Linked DNA regions of Mus musculus: all the other regions are linked to region 4. The links are chromatin contacts, called in public ChIA-PET and promoter capture Hi-C maps. All regions are on one chromosome and are shown on one strand. Each heading gives the region's core, a stretch centred on a gene start, on an enhancer-like site or on the middle of the called end of the contact. The rest is flanking DNA. Distances are from core to core; before and after follow the strand shown.

Region 1 (2,700 bases), core at 122-2,621, 770 kb after region 4:
GGACAACTCTAAGTTTTTTGTTTTGTTTGGTTTTTGTTTGCTTGTTTGTTTTTTGTTTTGTTTTGTTTTGAGACAGGATCTCTCTGTGTAGCCCTGGCTGGCTTTTAACTCCCAAGTACTAGAATTAATGGAGTGTGCCACCACATCAGCAGCAACAATTCCTTGTAGTACTGATAGAATCTATTCCTAGGGCTCTGTGCATGCTAAGCCAGTACTATACCACTGAGATACATAGAACAGATTTTAATAATGCCAAACTAAAGCAATCATAGAAAATGTGTAATATGATAATAAATAGAAATTCAGGATGAAATGCTCTATAGTTGTTAAAAAATGTATGGAACTACACACGTATTATCTACATATTTTGTAACTCAAAGTTTAGAAAACTGTTTCAGAAAAATATCTTAAGCCAAATTAAATTTCTAAATAAGATATATAAAACTGCAGGCATACATTTTAAATATATAAATTAAATGTTAACTATTAAGTGATATATAGCTCTTGAATGTCTAAGAATGGACATTTAAATAAGGGAAAATTAGCTCCTATTTTCTTCTCTATTTTCAAGTTAATTCTTTATTTCTTTATTTATTTAGGTTTTTCGAGACAGGGTTTCTCCTAGCTGTCCTGGAACTCACTCTGTAGACCAGGCTGGCTTCGAACTCAGAAATCCACCTGCCTCTGCCTCCCAAGCGCTGGGATTAAAGGCGTGTGCCACCACCGCCCGGCCTCAAGTTAATTCTTAACTCAAATGCTATTTATTACACTCTAAAACATAAGCCTCTACCTATTATTCAAATGGTACCTGTCTATCCCTCCTCAGACCTCCAAATGTCCAAAGGCCGCTAAGGCTCTACAGATGACGTTTTTTGTCTGCTTGTTTTCCTTTTTCTCTCACCTCCCTCACTGGGGCTGTTTAGCTCAGGTGCTGTAAAGAAGTCTTTAAATGCTGATTTAATCCAGCACTCTTCCCCATGATTCCTGCGAGCTGTACACTGGAAGACGGAAACAAGGGGGCGCATCTAAAGAGGGGATCACTGTGCTAGAAAATGTGTAAAAGCTAAAGTTTAGTACGACTCACTTAATCCTAACTAGCCTCATAACTTTGTCCACTATTAAGTCCGCAGACCCCCGTTTACTCATCTCTCAAGCCCCCATCATCCCATCTCCCAGTCTCTCGCATCAATGACATACCCGAACCTCCCTCCACTTAGAACTACCCACCACTCAGCTCGCGACCCCAGTCTAACACAGACCCTCATCTTTACTCAACCAGATTTTTTGCAGGGTGTTGAGTAGACCTTTCCGTAAACGGCCTGGAAAAGCACTTCCGCATCGGACCAACTAGCTGTCTCTGTCGCCTAAACTTAGGACAGCGGTTTGTTCTACGCATGCTCAGGTTTGCCTTTGAGACAGCATCCGCCAATAGTCAACATGGCGCGCAAAGGCGACCAGGCTCAACGCAGGCGCAGAGGGTAGTGGGCCGCGTCGGTGATGTCACCGATTAGGAAAAAAAAAACAAAAAACAAAAAAAACAAACGGCATCCACTGTTTCTTTTATACTCCCGAGTCTCCTGACAAAGCTGGTGTTTGTTTTGCAGAAATTAGCAGTTTCTAAGGACGTCAGGCGCCATTTTTTTTTGATACAGCAGAAAATGGGAGGGTCCAATTAAGAAAATTATTAAAACAAGGACGAATTCCTGTGGTGAATTCAGAGAGTAGCCACAGGGTACAGGTGTAATTAACAAGACAATGCAGGCCTGCGACCTCTTTAAGTGATTTGAATACCAGTTTAGGGAAAAGCCTTGGCTCCATCCTTTTGTCTAGTACTGGGAGTTTGCATTTTAGTATCTAAAGGACCATAAGACAATTCAAACAACAAACTTAAGAATTTACTGCCATAGAGGGCCACACAGTGGGAAAAGTAGTGTTTTAAGTGGTGGCTGACAATGCCTTCACCTTTCCAGAGAAAGCAGTCATTGTGCTGGGAATGAGAAGGTGTGGTTATTGACTACATGGTATAGGACTTTCTAAACCAGAGACAGGGCATCATATTTTATTTATTAAAACAGACGGAGCAACCTAACATTGTATACCGAGCTTAAAATTACATATAAATCTACAAGCAGTTAGTTACCGCCCACTTCACTGCACCCCTGCAGTGTATTCAATAAAAAACTATTCTTTTAAAATGGTGCAGGATAGCCCAAATAAAACCCTCACCTCTTCGTGTTACCCAACAGCTGGCTGGGGGCCTTTTCCCAGACAGGATTAGTGGGCAGGGTAAAAGATTTTCAGTCACTGGTCTTTGGCAATTTTTTTTTTCTCCCTGTTTGGTGGCAAGTGATGGCTGCAGCAGGTGGCAGCACAACCTCGAAATGGCTTAGTTGGGAGTTTTTACCACAGCTTTGTTTTGTTTTGTTGTTTTTCGAGACAGGGTTTTTCTGTGTAGTCCTGGCTGTCCTTCTTGGAACTCACTCTGTAGACTAGGCTGGCCTCGAACTCAGAAATCCGCCTGCCTCTGCCTCCCAAGTGCTGGGATTAAAGGCGAGCGCCACCACTGCCCACGTTTGTACCACAGCTTTTGCTACCACAAAACTTGGAGAACTCAAGAACATCCTGCAACTTGAAGGGGAATATTTTCCCCCAGCTGGCCCAGCCCAGGGACTGCTGTGACTGGTCCTAAAGAGGCAAGAG
Region 2 (2,974 bases), core at 239-2,738, 630 kb after region 4:
CAGACACTTGCTGAAAGGAAAGGATCTTTTGACAAGGCTCTCATTTTAGGGAACTAATCAATATTGAATGGATCCACCAAAGACCTTTGGAAAAGTGTCTGGAGAACAGGAGATTCAGAAAGCACTCAATAAATGTCTTGTAGAGTCATTATAGGAAAAGGTCATTGAGGAGAGACTGGTAATGAGTCACACATAGAAAGCTTGAAAACCCTCACAGAATTCATGCTTGGAAAATGATTTGTTTGAGGCAGGTTTAGGAATAGTACATGTTAAGCATTTAATGCCTCTTAGATCCTTCAGAGAAAATGGGTCCCTTCAGAGCACGTACCTGGACTTGGCATTCAGTCAAGGTTCATAGGATCCATTAGAGTCAGAGCTTGTGATGAGAAAATGAGGTGGAATACACAACAGACACATTCAATCACTGCTTACAGACAAGTTTGAAAGGTCTTTGATGAGGGCTCTGGGGTGGGACATATAGCATCAATTGGATACACGTTCACAAGATCCATTAGAGAGATGGCCTTTGGGCAAGGGGTGAGGGTAACTGCGTGAATCAGGCTCTCAAAACATGCTCAAGGAAGTCCTTAGAGCCAAAGACTTCCAGGGAAGGGCTCTGCAGTGAGGTATAATGCAGGTGCTAATGCTTACAAGACTCATTAGGGAATGAGACCTTCCAGGCAAGAGCTGGACAGAGGAGGTAGGGCACATTTGGCCCTTGAAAGCTTTCTGCATATATTGAAGCCAAAAGCTTTTGGGAATGAGTAATAAGAAGAGGCAACAGATAATTGCTCCTTGTACCCATTTTAGTTTGGGGGAGGTAAAAGTGGGGCTTAAAGGGAGAGCTGAGCACAAATCATTAAAAGGAAGGAACTGGGCGAGGGGGCCAGATATCAGGCGCACAAGTGGCGCTCGATAATAGCTCATTCACTGTAGAAACATCTGGGTACCCAGGCCCTCGAGGAGGCGCAACAGCGGCTTACCAGTCGGTGTGCGGTTCGTCGATGACCAGCAGCACCCTGGCGGCGGCGCCCCCGCGGCCTGCGCCCCCAGAGCCACCGCCCACCTGCTCGCTGAAGGTGGCGGCTGCGGCTGCTGTGGTTTGCTTGACCGCGTTAGACAGCGACGAGAAGAAGCCGCCGCCCCCCGAGGACCCAGGACTAGGGGCTGCTGGAGAAGCCACTGGAGCAGCTGTGGAGGCCCTCTCGGCAGAGGCTGTCGCGGAGCCGGGCGTGGCCCCAGGGCTGGCGGCCGAGGGAGGCGGCGGGGGCGGTTGCGGGCGCTGCAGGTCTGTCATGTACCCATTCGGCAGATTGGCCATGAAGTTGCTGTCCGACAGGCGGCGCCGCAGGTAGTTCATGGTGGCGGCGTGGGGCAGGGGATCCAAGGGGCAGTGGGTCTGTGGGCCGCGGGGGCGGAGCGCGAGGGGCTCAGGAGCACGGCGGTGCTCTCTGGCACGACGCGACTCCTCTGCTGCCCGCTGCAGACTGAGGCAGCGCCGAGGCTCTGCCGCCGCAGAGCGTATGGTCGCGCCCGCACCTCCCTATCTTGCACCTCTCGTGGTGCGGTCCGACTGGACTCACGGCAGCATGGACGCGACCAAGGCGGCGAGGAAGGGGAGTTTGGGGAGGGCTAGTGAGTGACGTCAGTCAGCCTTTGGTGCTGGGGAGGTGGTGGTGCGCGCCGGCAGCGGAGGCGAAGGCTCTGACCGCGGTGCTGAATCCGACAGTGCGCATGCGCCGCGCCGCAACCTCTTCCCCTCCCCCTCTGATGGGGGCGGGGGATGCGCAATTTGGGGAGTGGGGGTGGGGTTCTTGTCCTGAGGGTCCGGACCTGTAGTAACGAAACTCCCTCCCACGATCCTACCCTGTTTACCAACCTCTTCCTATTCCTTAGGCTAACTTGCACTTACACACTCTTGCCCTTCCCAGATACTTGGGTTTCCAGTGTTGATTTTCACCTTTGAAGGCATTTTGGGGATAGAAGCACACTCAGAGGGGAACATAAATGTAGAAATTCTCCTTCCTGCAGTGTTCCCGGGGAGACATCTCCTATAACAACTCTGTCGGGCAAAGAAAAGAGCACGGGGGTGGCGTAAACATCACCAGACAGGCGGAGGTGGACACTTGGGTAGTTAACATATCCTTGCCCTTGGTGGTGAGAATCTGAAAGAACACATGGAATAACACAAATAGAAAAGGAAGGAAAGACAGAATATATATGTACATCACAGAACACACAGGCATCCAGGTATATATGTAGACACAGAAGCTCAGGGTAACACACATGAGCATATTGAGCACACATTACACATTCAGATAACACTTTGACTCACACCCAGAGAATCTCACACAAGTGCACACATCTAGGAAAAACACAGACTCCCAGATGAGCAAGGAAACTCTGGGTATGCAATGCAGAAGCATTTCCTGCAGCGCTAGCTCTGATGTGTTTTCAGCCTCCTCCACATGCACATATTTAGTCTACATGGCCTCATTCCTCTGCTCCGGACATAGCCCAAACCCAGTGTCATTAGTGTTCATGGATGTCTTCCTCTTTGCAGACAGGAAGCCACATAATACTTTCATGTGGAAAAATAAAGTAATTTTGGTGGTCTGAATAAGAAGGCTCATATATTTGAATGCTTAGTCACCAGGGACTGGTGCTGTTTGGAAAGATTAAAAGGATTAGAATGTGTGGCCTTGTTGGAGAAAGCACGTCACTGGGGTGGGTTTTGGGGGTTCAAAAGTCCATGCCAAGCCCAGAGCCAGCCAGCCAGCCAGCCAGCCAGCCAGTCAGTCTGTCTGTCTGTCTGTCTGTCTGTCTGTCTGTGTCTGTTGTCTGTGGATCAGCATATAGCTCTCAGCTATGGCTCCAGCATCAAGCCTGTGTCTGCCACAACACTCCTGATTATGGTAATAATTTACTCATCTCTGAAACTGTAAGAAAGCTCCCAATTAAATGTTTTTTTTTT
Region 3 (2,883 bases), core at 77-2,576, 560 kb after region 4:
CTAGAGTAAACACTTAGAAATGATGTTGTTGGATTCATGATTGATTGATTTTCAAATTATTTCTTGTCCTGTTTTTGCAAAGAACTTAAAGAAAGAAATCTTATCTTTTTATAGAACCAACAGACTCAGCCCATTACATACAGGTTCTCAAAATAACTACTAGCTCGTTTTGAAGTAAGAAAACGTGACGGTACCATTTGGGACACAGAGTTTCTCTTAAATTCATCTAGTAGTCAGGGTGGCCATCTGTTACTTAACTATATCCAAAGGAAAACCAAGACTCATATCTTAGAAGAAAGAAGGAACAACTTTGAGCTGGACACATAGAGGAAGTTTGCATCAGACAGGGAGATAGGGGTGTTGTTACATTTGAAAGAGATGGTTTCAAGGCCTTTAGGAAAATTTTCTGTGGTTGTAAAACTGGCAAGAGACTGCCATACTCTTTGGGGAGGGGCAGGGTGCTGAGAATTTAACTCAGGGCTTTGTGGTTCATTCTCTTGTTGAGCTACAACCCTAGAACTAAGCTTTTAAGGAAGATTTATCTATCTATCTATCTATCTATCTATCTCCAATAGACAGAGAAAATAAAAGTTTTCTGAAGGAAATGCTCCAAAAAAAGAATGTAGGTACATACACATGTGTGTGTCTGTGCCTTTTCTTATTCTGATGCCTGGGTAAATTCAGTTTAAGAATTATATTCATCCTAAAATATGTCCACAAATGGCTGCCACAGGATTGCATTCCAGAACAACACTCCCTTCTTCACCTAGCCAGCTGTGGTCTGTCTTTCAAATTCCTCAACCCCTTTCCTCCCTCCCTAGAGCCAGACCTCCAGCACGGATCCGCTAATTAGCAAAAGTTATGACTACAGTTTCTTAGAGCTGGTAAATACTGAACATCATTTAGTCTGAGTCCACCCTGTTTTAAAGACCATCAAATTAAGATATATGAATAGTCCTTTAAAATGTGCTTTACACTACTGGCCAAATTGCATTTAAGGGTTTCTCTTGCTCAGATCAGTCTTAAATGGCCAGAAAATACAAAACTGAAATGGAGTCGTGCCTCTGACACGCACACCAAAAAAAGACAAGCTTCTTTATTCTATAGCACGGTTAGGGTTAAAGTCCTTAAAACGCAGTAGTCGCCCTGACTGCGCCTGCGCGCCAATCAGGACAGGCGAATTTGCCCTAGAGACAGCCATTTGAGCCCACCCCTCCTAATCCGGAACACGACCCACATTCCGCTGGCCCTGTCTTGATGGGCATGATCATCCTCCAATAAGAATGGAGAGACGAGTCACAGCGAGCCAATAGCAAAAAGCCTAGGGACGGTGGCGGTGGACTGAGAGGAAACAAGAAGACAAGCCCAAGATGGAGGCGGTGGTGGTGGTAGCGGTGTGACAGGTGAGGGCAGGCCCGGTAGGGTTCGGGTTTTGGAGCGGCTGCGGGACCCGGGTATGAAGTCCAGACCGAAAGCTCAGCTCCAAGATGCTTCCGTCTGAATCTCAGCGTTCTCCCGCCCGGAACCAAAGGAGTGGTTTGACCAGGGCGAGACCGTCGTCATCGACCGTGGGAGTGGATGGAGGAGTCGGCCTGCAGGCTGCAGTGGTGGTTTCGCTTGCTGCGCGTGGCAGTGCACCTGCACAGAGCTTGAAGCCCTTGGGGAGGGCGGGACGGAGCCAAATTGGGTCTGGGGTCTGGGGCTTGGGTGCGAAATTCCAAGGTGAATTCTTAAACCCCTTAAAATGTCTAATGACGTTTCCTCACGACGTCCAGGAGATGCAGCTCTCTCCCATGGTTCCTTATTGCCCTTCATATTCTACGCCACCTAGGAAGATGTCTGACGATTACCTCATTATCCCTAGTTCACCCTAATCCCTTTCCATGATTTCACAGTGCGTTTACACCAGTAATCTGTTTGTGACCCCCAGTAGTTATCAGGTACAGTTTTTGGAAACCCTTCCCCCAACCTCACCTCCATCTTCTTCATCTGGATACCATTGTCTTCCTTTGCCTTTCCTCTTGATAGTGTTTTCTGATGAGCCATCATTGCCACTGCATTTGATTTAGTGTGTAATGTGGTCTGTTATCCAGCTGTTTTTCACAGTCTGTAGTGACTCTTATTACATCTCTCTTTAGTCTAGGGTATGGCGAACCTCTGTGGACTCTAGAGGGTCTGGTGACCTCTATTAGCTACCTGACAGTACCTTTGATTCTACCATTAGCCTTATAGCTTATGCTCTGGAATACCCACAGTGCCTTTTAAGGTCATTGGTACTGTCTTCATTTCCTTCAATCTAAAAACAAGGTCTGATGATCCTCCATTTTCCTGTCCCCTGTCTGTGTCTGATTACCCATTCTCTGAAGCTAAGACAGCCTGTTTATTTCCATTGTGTGCCTGAGACCTGTGATTTTTCAGTGCAGTACATAATGGCTTCCCCATTAATCTCTAGAGAGTCATGTGTTCTGCACTGTCCAGAACCGTGTGCACTGTCTCCTCACTGCAGTGAGTCTCAGATCTTGGTACTCAACTATGACATAAGCAATAGGAGATTCTCAGCAGAGAAGGGTTAGTATCATTGGGCTGGTTCATAAAAAGTGGGATTTAGGGAACAGTGGGAACTTGGAGATGGAATTTTATATGTCCTCTGCCACTCTGCTTTCAGGCTGTCATTACTAGACCTCTGAATTTCTCCTCTGTCCTCTGCTAGGAGGCCTATGGCAGCTGCCCAGTCCTACCTCAGCCCATCTTGAAAACAATCTTAGGCAACATGGAACCACCACGAGGCCCTCCTGTTAGTGGGGCTGAGCCATCTCGGGCAGTTGGCACTGTCAAAGTGTACCTGCCTAACAAGCAACGCACAGTGGTGAGTCACTCAGGCAG
Region 4 (2,926 bases), core at 355-2,854:
TGAATAGAAATTGAGTGGAGTATATACTGTGATGAAGTAACATGCTCTAGCTTGTGAAACAGTCCATCAGAGTCTCAGTCAGTCTCTCTCTCCCTCTCTCCCTCTCTCTCCCTCCCTCCCTTCCTCCCTGGCTCCCTCCTTCTCTCTCCACTATAGGATGCTGCTTTGAGGGAGTTAACATCTCTGAATTAAATTAAAAAGAATGCTTGGCTCTAGTTTGGAGTCCATTGGGGGTGGAGGTGACAGGAGGCACACAGAGAGAAAACAGGATGACTCAGATTGTGGCTGTTATTATCCATGTCCTAGCCTTGCCCATGTAATATGCTGTATACTACTAAATCACTAAATCCAGAAAGGATAGTGGGATCAGCCCATCCTTAACAAAAGAGGACTGACTCCAAGATTAAAACCATCACTTTTCTCTCCACGAACTCAGAAATGTATGTTATATTTTAGGGTTATAAGAGCTACCCTTGACTTGCAAAAGGCATAACTTCCCAATGAGACATAAGGGTACCTGTCTCTAGTTAGGCCTGACATTGTGGTGTCATCAGTCTGGGTCCTAAACCACGCTCATCTTTCTCTGTATTCCTCATTGCACTTTATTAACAAGAAATGAAAGAACACAAACATCAGAAGTGGGCACCAACCTGCGATGACCACCATGAGCAACCCAAGTCAAGATTTACATTCAGCCCTCTTTCTCACGCTCTGTGGCCTGTCCCCTGGGGTGGCACAGCTCCCTGGGAAATCCCCCAATACCTTTTGCAGATCTAAACTGGGGCGGGGAGTGGGGAATCAATGCTGATGGAGAGCAGCACAACCGAGATAAAATGAAGCAAAGGGATCAAGGAGCCACCTCTGTATCTTTCATCTTAGTTCCTAGTAAAGAAACGTCGAAACGGGAACACCCCCCCCCCCACACACACACACACACACACACACACAAAATGCTTTTTAACCGTTGCAGAAAGCCAGAAAAATGCAGACAGTTGACCTTGGAAACCCACAGCGTCTCAGCGGGAAACGCAAATGAAGAAACTCATTTGGAAGTGAAGCAGGAGCACTGCGCGGCACCGGGAGGAGTACGGCCAGCTGCCCTAGGGACCTGGGCCGTGGCAGTAGCAGGGGACTCACCATAAATCATGGCCAGCCCGGTCTCATGAAGGAAACGCACCCGGCGGTGCTTGAAAAGCCAGATGGTGAGGATGGTGAGGGTGAGCAGCAGGATGAAGGTGAGCAGGCTCACGCTGTCCTGCCGGTGGCTCTCCTCCGCCTCCTTCTCGGTGGCAAGCTCCTCCATGGCGCTGCTGTCCTCAGCCGCCGCCCCAGAGGAGGCCGCGGCCCCAGCCCGCAGCCCCCGACCCAGCAGCACAGGCAACAGTGGCAGCAGCAGCAGCCGCGGCGACAGCCCCCGAAAAGCTCTCCCGGGACCCGGGCGCGCCGCGTCACTAGGCTCCATGACTCCGGGTCGCCCGTGCCTCTTCCACGCGGGGACCAGCTCGCGCCGTCGGCAGCTTCCAGCGGTGCCGCGGACTTACCCCGGTGGCCACAGCCGCAGCTCCTCCTCCCGCTGCTCGCGCCTGGCCAGGGCTGCGCCAAGCTGCGGGGGAGGGGCACGCGCAGTGCGCAGGATCCCCAAGCGCCACCCCCCGCCCGCGCACCTGTTCATCCCCCGCCTAGAGGAGCAGCAAGGCCACCAGGCTGGCTGTCCGGGCGGGGCGAGCTCTATCCTCCCTCTGCCAGGAGGGCGGCTAGCCCTTCCACTGCGCCACCGAGCTGCTGGCCGTGTCCAAGCGTACCTGGTCAGACTGTCTGGGGTCGGCAAGCCAGTTCCTGAGTTGTAGCTACCACGTCACCTAAAAGAGATGGCAGAGGTCATTCGCTCCTGGCAAGGGACATCAACTTGGATCAATTCATTGCTAGGTCTCCAGACCTGTCCTTAGCGCCACGCTCAGAGTTTGAAGTCACAGGGGTCTGTGGCCTCTCTGAGCCCAGTAAAGTGGGGGTACCCAGGAGTTACAAAGTCATGTCACTGTCTATACACACGGACGCGCGCGCACACACACACACACACATACACACCACCTACTTCAATTTTTCTCACCTTTCGGGCTGTATCCAGAGTTTCAGAACTCCCCAGAGTCTTTTAGGCATTATTCAAATAAACTGTGTTCAAGTCAGCTTCAGGGTTGTAAGGGCAATTCGTGAGAGCCATGAAATAAATACCTCCAGCATCTAGATTGCAACTAATCCCCTTGGGGAAAGAGGGTTGAATTAGAGAGAACTAAAGACTCTTGCCATTTTGTGTAGAAGAGCTGCAGATGGTGTACCAAGGGTACCCTTTTAATGCTGTCTTCCTGTTAACTTTGAAAACAAGGGGGGGGGGGCTTTAGTTAAGCTTTTAGGATCAAGCCCAGCTCCGAATTAGGACAAGGTCTTCAGAAGACAAAAGCTTTTGGAAGAAATTCTAATAACTAGAATAGTTATTCTCTAGACTAACTAGAGCAACCACCTTGTTTCTCAAGTCAAGGAAGAAAAGAAAGCTTAATATGATCAGTCACCTCCTGATGTTGAGCATTCTATTTGCTGAATCTCTCTCTGAGATCCCTACCAACTGCCCATGCTTTTTTGGCCAGAGGAGTTTTTACAGTCAGGAGAATTCACTGAAGGACACAGGGAAACTCTTCAGAACATACCTACATCCTCTCTAGGTGAACATTTAGACAAAACTGCATAGTACCTTCTTCACACCATGGAATCTCTTCATCTTGATTTTAGCCAGGATCTTTTGCTACTCCTCCACAAATATATGAGACACTGCAAACAAGAACCACCTCACTGTGCATAGTTCATGCCTCAAACTGAGATAATGAAATATTTGGACCTATTTTAATTGACCATGCTATTTGAAAATGGTTTCTTC

The links. Promoter capture Hi-C pulls out the DNA fragments that hold promoters and counts their contacts. ChIA-PET counts read pairs in DNA pulled down with a chosen protein or histone mark.
Region 1: a contact with region 4 is called in a promoter capture Hi-C map of liver, with 2.6 times the contacts expected there. The contact joins the promoter of Zfp182 here to the promoter of Slc9a7 in region 4. A contact is called at or near these places in 2 of 39 promoter capture datasets (both in liver).
Region 2: a promoter capture Hi-C map of stem cell-derived epiblast-like cells shows a contact between it and region 4, with 3 times the contacts expected there. The contact joins the promoter of Syn1 here to the promoter of Slc9a7 in region 4. A contact is called at or near these places in 2 of 39 promoter capture datasets (hippocampal neurons and stem cell-derived epiblast-like cells).
Region 3: an RNA polymerase II ChIA-PET map of memory CD8 T cells shows a contact between it and region 4, with 6 read pairs. The contact joins the promoter of Araf here to the promoter of Slc9a7 in region 4. A contact is called at or near these places in 1 of 39 promoter capture datasets (pre-B cells) and 1 of 115 datasets of contacts at active chromatin or transcription factors (memory CD8 T cells).

The regions. Positions count from the first base shown.
Region 1 is chrX:21,060,667-21,063,366 of GRCm38.p6, forward strand. It overlaps Zfp182 (zinc finger protein 182), which reads right to left and starts at 1,372. Exons shown (of 5, transcript NM_001013387.2): 1 at 1,228-1,372.
Region 2 is chrX:20,919,430-20,922,403 of GRCm38.p6, forward strand. Syn1 (synapsin I) reads right to left here and starts at 1,489. Exons shown (of 13, transcript NM_013680.4): 1 at 984-1,489. The coding sequence starts at 1,360.
Region 3 is chrX:20,847,217-20,850,099 of GRCm38.p6, forward strand. It overlaps Araf (Araf proto-oncogene, serine/threonine kinase), which reads left to right and starts at 1,327. Exons shown (of 16, transcript NM_009703.2): 1 at 1,327-1,403; 2 at 2,711-2,866. The coding sequence starts at 2,771.
Region 4 is chrX:20,290,223-20,293,148 of GRCm38.p6, forward strand. It overlaps Slc9a7 (solute carrier family 9 (sodium/hydrogen exchanger), member 7), which reads right to left and starts at 1,605. Exons shown (of 17, transcript NM_177353.4): 1 at 1,138-1,605. The coding sequence starts at 1,462.